Linked DNA regions of Mus musculus: region 2 is linked to region 1. Evidence: chromatin contacts called from public promoter capture Hi-C data. All regions are on one chromosome and are shown on one strand. The core of a region is the stretch at or near the end of the contact, and the rest is flanking DNA. Distances in the headings are between cores, read along the strand shown. Region 1 overlaps Dlg2 (discs large MAGUK scaffold protein 2). Region 2 holds the start of Prcp (prolylcarboxypeptidase (angiotensinase C)).

What was found. Promoter capture Hi-C pulls out the DNA fragments that hold promoters and counts their contacts.
Region 2: a promoter capture Hi-C map of hippocampal neurons shows a contact between it and region 1, with 2.2 times the contacts expected there. The contact joins the promoter of Prcp here to the enhancer-like site in region 1. A contact is called at or near these places in 5 of 39 promoter capture datasets (the 3T3-L1 cell line, frontonasal cranial neural crest, hippocampal neurons and 1 more).

What each region holds. Positions count from the first base shown.
Region 1 is chr7:92,262,697-92,266,139 of GRCm38.p6, forward strand. All of the region lies in intron 13 of Dlg2 (discs large MAGUK scaffold protein 2), which reads left to right. Among named protein-coding and RNA genes, the nearest start is that of 4930567K12Rik, 140 kb to the left of the region's middle. Within about 2 kb of position 1,940, at least 16 of the 459 cell types and tissues checked have an H3K27ac peak or open chromatin away from gene starts, as enhancers often do. A contact at or near this core is called in hippocampal neurons, where this site is marked.
Region 2 is chr7:92,873,917-92,877,202 of GRCm38.p6, forward strand. It overlaps Prcp (prolylcarboxypeptidase (angiotensinase C)), which reads left to right and starts at 1,337. Exons shown (of 9, transcript NM_028243.3): 1 at 1,337-1,584. The coding sequence starts at 1,423. Ddias (DNA damage-induced apoptosis suppressor) reads right to left here and starts at 331. Exons shown (of 6, transcript NM_001355126.1): 1 at 225-331.

The sequences.
Region 1 (3,443 bases), core at 690-3,189:
ATGAGGTTTCAATGTGTTTGTTGACATTCTTAATAAAAAAATAGAAACAATAAAAATGTAATCTCTCTGTGGGACTGGCAAGATGGCATGCACACACAGGCACACATACATACATACACACTTCAAATTTTTTAAATGCAAATTTTCAAAACTGCCCAGTTGAAATTTTGTCGAGGACTTGGTATGAGCTGTCACTAATAGGAAAGCACTCTAAGATGAATGGTAATTAAGAGAGAGTACAGATGTTTTCTTAGTCACTGAGATTTAGGCTATTTCCTGAAAAGTGCTTTCCAGATGCCAGGTCTCACCTTCCTTTATCCATGCAGTCTAGCCTAGTGTGGTTATTGGCCTTACTTCACAGGGGTTAACTAACTTGTCCACGTCATACAACAGAGCTTCAGCTTTCTCCAGCAGGCATGTGTTCCTTCATATGTACATTCATGATCAGAATCTGAGTTTATGGCCCATGGGTAGCTATAGGTGTTCTCTTGGCCTGGTATTATTTTGTAGTGAGGAAAATGGAAGGAAAGATAAAGATGAGAGGAGGACACACAGAATCGTCAACTATTATGAATGGTGGTGAGCCTGAGCCAGAGTTTACTGATTAGACTCATGAAGCAGGTAAACAAGGGTAGGCACAGAGCAGAGCCCTGGGAAAGGGGAGCTTCAGTTTATGATGGAGTGTGGGAGCTTGGGGAAAATGTTAGTGGTAAAGGAGGGATTAGAACTTGTTCTCAGGCTGCCACTAACTACTGGGTATCAGCCTTTCATCTAGACAGTGCACCTCACTCATGCTTTCTCCCTTCATCCCTAATAATGGGGTGAATGAGGTAGGAGAATCAACCTAAGAGATTTCTTTATCAACTCACCCAATTGACTCTTCATGTCAGGTCATAAATGTAGGCTTTAAGACATCTTCATTGCAATTGTAGCAGCAGGAGAGCAGGAGAATAAGAGAAATCTCAGTGCAGGTGTTCCAACAAAGGGCTATGGGAATGCAGGTGAAAGAGCAAGGCTTGGCAACTGAGGCTTCCTGGTGTGCTGATTGAAGAAGAGGCTTGTGCACTGGGCCTGGAGGGTAAGTAGGATTGCAGAAGGCTCTCAGGAGGCAGCACGTGAGAGAGGCCCTGTAGAGAGACCTGGAGGTGTGAAAATGTAACTGTCACAGTTTTACCTGTTGATGAGGGTTAAGTGAGGACTCAGTGGTGGTGGAGGCTGGCTTTTTAGTCAAGCGACCTGGGCTTGGTGAGCTGACCATCACTAGCCGAGGTTGCCTTTGTGTACATCTGACCCTCTATTCGCACAGCAATATTTTGATTTACTAAAGGCTTCTAAAATACAACAAAATGTAGTTTTAATGGGATGCATTAGAAGATCAATGTGTTCCATTATGGAGTAGGGGAGGGGGAGGGGGAGAGAGAAAAAAAAACATTGATTTTCCTTGAAAAAAAATTGTTAACGTGCTTGAAGCAGAAGGATGAATAAATGTCTACTGGAAGGGATTCTAACCAATGGGACAAAGTGCCTATGTTCTCTACCATTCGTTCTCCTTGACTTTCTCATCAAGGAGAACAAGTAGACAGGAGAATGAATGCCAGGATCTGGAAGGAATGTTGATGACCTTGCTTCCTGTACTACCTATGGAAGCTAGAAGAGATGAAAGGAAGATGGACCAGGACCAATCTAGAAAATGATTGGCAGAAAGGCCCTGAGGCACAAAGAGAGTACTGGTTATCTACGGAGCTCCAACCAGGCCTGGCATTATAGTCCCCTAGAGTAATGTTCATTCAAGCAGATTGACCATTTTTTTCACAGTGATATTTCATTGGAATGGGATTTTGCTGGAAATGGATTTGGTGATGACTCTTAATGAGTGTCACCCTGCTGACTTGATCGGGGCTGTGTTCTGCCAGCCATCTGTTAGCATTGCACAGCGCCCTGAAGCATGTGCCATAAGTGAGTCCCTGTCCTGTGTGGTCTTGGCAGTTATGGTCAGAGGGGCAGAGTGCATTGTGACAGCCTCTTAGAATTCACGTTGCAACTATAGAATTTCTATGGAAATCCTCTGTTTTAGCACCTTTGATGACATGCCAGGGCTTGAATTAACACAAGTGCCCCAGATCAGTACCAAATCACTACATATCAAAGCCATGGAAATAAATACTTTATCAGGCTGAGTTACTCAATCCTTTAGGATCTGAATTTAAGGAATGAAGCTTTAACAATAATGGTAGTTGGCTAATAGGCCAGAGCATATGGGTACCGGGAGCTGTTTTGATATCTGCAATTGATTACAAACATCTTAAATTAATTTTTTCAGGAAATTGAACAATAAAAATCAAAGCTCTTAAGACCTTCCTGAGGATCTAAGTTACTGCTTCTTTAGCATTCACATGACTGTGTGCACATACCCATAAATTCCCAGAGTTACAGGGCAATTACTGCTGAGGTCTGGGCAGAGAAATGGGATTTAACCATCTGCTCTCAAAACATGTCCCAGCCAACCCAGAATATTCACTCTGACAAACCCTCCTACAACACCAGAGCTATGCTTTTTCTGAATAAACATATTTTGCCAGAAAGCCTGAAACAATATCTATCCCATAATGCTCATAGTCAGTACTGTCATTCCAATAACAAGCCAAGTGTACTGTCAGGTGTGTGGCTGTTATCTTCACTTCTTCCCATTTTTTCACTTTCTCCACCTACCCAGCAAACATGTATTGATCTGTCTAGATTTGGAAATGCAGTAATATGAAAGTAGGTGCTAGTATTCTAGTCCTCAGTGGCAAGGGACAGAGAAGTCACTACAGTACAGTTTGGTGGCAGGTGAGAGGGTGAAGAGAAGCACTGAGTAGATGACTGGAGGAAAAAAGAGAGCATCTACCCTATGTCAGGTCACCTTGGGATACAGGTTGCCATCCATCTCACATAGGCCTATCACAGAACATCTGTGTGGTTTTTGAGGCTTTTGTTGATGATGGTGGTGATGATGATGATGATGATGGTATTTTTTCTTTGTTTGTTTGTACAGGCCCAGCCTAGTCAGCCCCCAAGATCTCATATCTATATTCTTATCCCTAGGTGCTTACAAATTCTAGGACCAAAGTCTTGGACTATCATAAATGTGTTAGTTTCCAGCCTACCCTAACCTCATTCTCAAAGCCCTAAGGAAAGTCTACCACATATTCAATTATCAATTTCCACCCCTCCAGGAATTTTTAACACTCACTGCATCCAAGATCCTATGCTAGACATATTACAGGAGTAAGTAGAAAATGCCTCATTCCTTCCAGGGTGTGTCCTTTGGGACAATTACTGCCGAAATGCAAGTCAGGGCATGACGACTGTCAACACAGATTGTTTGGCAAATGTGTAGCAGAAACACCATGGCTTCACTGAGCCAGAAGAGTAAGAATGTATTAGGAGGAAGTGGTAGTTGT
Region 2 (3,286 bases), core at 87-2,586, 610 kb after region 1:
GAGCCCTTTCCTTTCTGGGTTTTTGGGGATCCGCAGCAACAGTAAAGTGCTGATAAACCTTCGCCAAGGAACATGAAAAGTATTGACTTTCCCGTTTAACCTCGTAGCCGGCGTTTACGGCCAGAAGTCCTGAAATCAATCCATACGGAGTGCAAGGTTACAGCGCCTCGTCAGGAGTCTCTCCACCTAGAGCCCCCCAAGAACTCCTTTTTTCAGCGTCTCACCTGAGGCAAAGGACACAGACAAGCCCGGGCAACCGCTCCGCCCTCCGGCCGCTCGGTCCGCCGCTCTCCAAACGCCAGCAATCGAATCTCCCGCGTCCTCTTCCGCCGGAAGGACCGTCTTGACGGACTTTCAGGAGAGCCAATCAGAAAACGCCCTGCAGGGCGTGTCCCCACCCCACCACCCACCCCCGGGCAAGCGACCCTTCTTGTAAAGCTAGGGGTAGCTGTGGGTTTCGAGGGTCGTTCTTCATCGACTGGTGGAGCGGTAGTTCTCTCGGCGAAGTGCGAGGGAAGCCGGGAAGGCTCGAGGCGTGGGAAGGAGTGGCTTCAGACGGACGCCGAGGGCGTGGGAGCGGATGAAAGTTGGCGCCGCGGGCTGGACAGGAGGGGGCGCTGTTGTAGAGGGAGTCGCCATCGCGGAGCATGGATGGATTACCGAGGCTTAGAGAAGGCTTAGTCTGCGCGCAACACCCAGCGGCCACAGGAGGGACGGGTCGTGCGGGCAATGCGGACGATGGGGGTGACCCGAGAACTGAACACCGGTGGGGCTGCTTAGGCGGGAACAACAGAGGCGAAGAGCCCGAACGGCCTACAAGGAAGGGGGCAGAGCGATCTGTGAACCTCGCTCCATTTCCTGCTACTTGAGGGGCCCAGCATCGAGTCCCTGTACTTGTTTCCTCACCTAAGTAGAGGGGAGAGTCCAACTCCGTCTGGAAGGTTGCTGTTCTGGTTGAGTGTGGGTCACGTGTGTGCCGTCATGCCTGGTGACAATAGACTCACTCTCCCTCCCTCCTCCTCCCGCCCCGTGCCATTATAAGGGATTTGCGGAGAGCTGGGGTGTTACGTGGGACTGAGGTTGCGGGGACAGTGTGATGGTGGCAATAAAGGCGGGGATATGGCATAACCTAGGGTAGCGATAGGGCTTGGGGAGCCATAGATAAGGATGGGGCAAAACCCTGCGTAGTAAAGGCCGACGTAGAGTGTGACCTCAGTGGAGGTGGGCGGGGAGAAGGAGGATGGCGAGTGGCAAGTGTGGAGGCAACGCCTTTGGGGCCAGGAGCTGCCTGGTTTTAGGTTTCCCGGGGGAGGAGCTGGTCTGCAGCGGGCGGAGCTACGAGCTGGGCCCGGCTTAGTCTTTGCGCTTCTGCTGGTGGCTCTCTTTCTTTAGTCGCCCACACTGTGGCTGCCATCCCCAGCCATGGGCTGCCGGGCTCTCCTGCTCCTGTCTTTCCTATTACTCGGGGCCGCCACAACCATCCCGCCTAGGCTAAAGACCCTCGGCAGCCCGCATTTGTCAGCCAGTCCCACACCCGACCCTGCTGTAGCCCGTAAATACTCAGTTCTTTACTTCGAACAGAAGGTAAGCAGAGGCTGGGGAGTAAGGGTTCTAGGTCCCACGTCCCAACCGCCCGCCCATACCTTGCTTGGCTGTTGGAGCACCGCCGCCCACTCCAAAATTCAGACTCTGATACTTAGGACTTGACTTGGTTTTAGTTCACATTTTCTGGAGGGTGGTCTTAAGCCTTAATTATTCGAGTGTTTCCCAACAGAGACCATGAGAAATTTATCCCTCCAGTTCTGGAGGTCCAGGATACATATTTTTAACTCTTCATTTTAGGAAATGCCTCAATCTAAACTCTTTGTTTACCTTGGCCAAAACCAGATTATGGAGACTAACCTTTGACCCCATACCTCTCACCTCAAATTCTTAGGTATGGAGGCTAACCTTCACCTTTAGGTCTCTCAACACAAATTCAGATGTACCCATTACATAAGAATGTATCGCTTCACTAAACTGCTTCTCTCAGCTGAAATGTTACCTTTAGAGGCTAAAAGGTCTGTATCCCCATCTGAAGTGAGTGCAAGGATCAGGTCTCTCTGGTCTTGAACTTGAGTTCACAGTTTTAAGACAGGCTTCTCCAATGCCTTTGTATTTGGTGGCAGCATGAGACCATAGGTCATTACCCTATAGGTCTGAATGAAAAGTACCTGTGTCCTCTGAAATGACAAGGCTATATAATTCTATAGTTCTAGGAGTCTCTGAGGCCTGAATGCACAAGGCACTGGGATTAGAAAGAGTACAGTCGTCTGATCTTGGCTTTAGAAGTCACATCAGGATTCTGGCCTCACTCTGTGATCTTGGACAAGTTACAGTTAGTTTCTGAGCCAAGTTTCTTGGCTTACTGCAGAAGGTTGCAGTGATGACTAACTGAAGCAGCTAAGAACCATAAGCCCTAGCAGAGTAGCTGCCCTGAATAGAAGGTTACCGATGGAGGCATGCTTATTGATGGGACGTTTGACTAGGTAGGAATTTGGGAAAGAGGGAAGACATGGGGTTGTAGAACAATTTAGTTTTGAAGTAAAAAAAAAAAAAAAAAGACCTAGAAATTTAAGTTTGGGTTTCAAAAAAAAAAGAAAAACGAAAAGAAAAGAAAGGAAGAAAGCAAGCAAACATTTTAATTTAGCTGAGGTAGCAGAAGTCTTTCTGGAACGGCCCCTTTAATTTCTACAGCGGCTTATTTGTAAGTTGAGAAGTTGGAGGCAGGACCATGGAGTTTTATGCTTTCCCTAGGAAAACCTTTCTGTGGAGCGAGCTATGGCTGTCTAGCTGAAGTGAAGGCTGTGTTAAGAACTCTAGGACTTCCTCTTTTCTGTAGCTCTGCTCTCCGCCCACACTGTAAAACAAAGCCGAACTCATGGCTTTTTCCTATGGAACGACTCTTAATCCTTGTACTGAAACCTCTTTTACACACATATAATTCTTCATAGCATCCAGTTATTAGCAGTAAAGTTAGAGGGGGAAGCTTTAGTACATACGGTCTCTAAAAATCTCCCTGGGAATACTGCTTCCAGAGAATGCAGGGGTAAAGGGTGGAATGATGCTAATTTATTTTCCTCTCTCCTCCCCCCCCCCCCCGCCGTGTGTGTGTGTGTGTGTGTGTGTGTGTGTGTGTGTGTGTGTGTGTTACTCACCAGTGCACATATGAAGGACAGGAGGATGTGAGGTGCCCTGTGCTATCACTCTCTGCCTTATTCCCTTGAATGAGAGACTGGAGAATGTT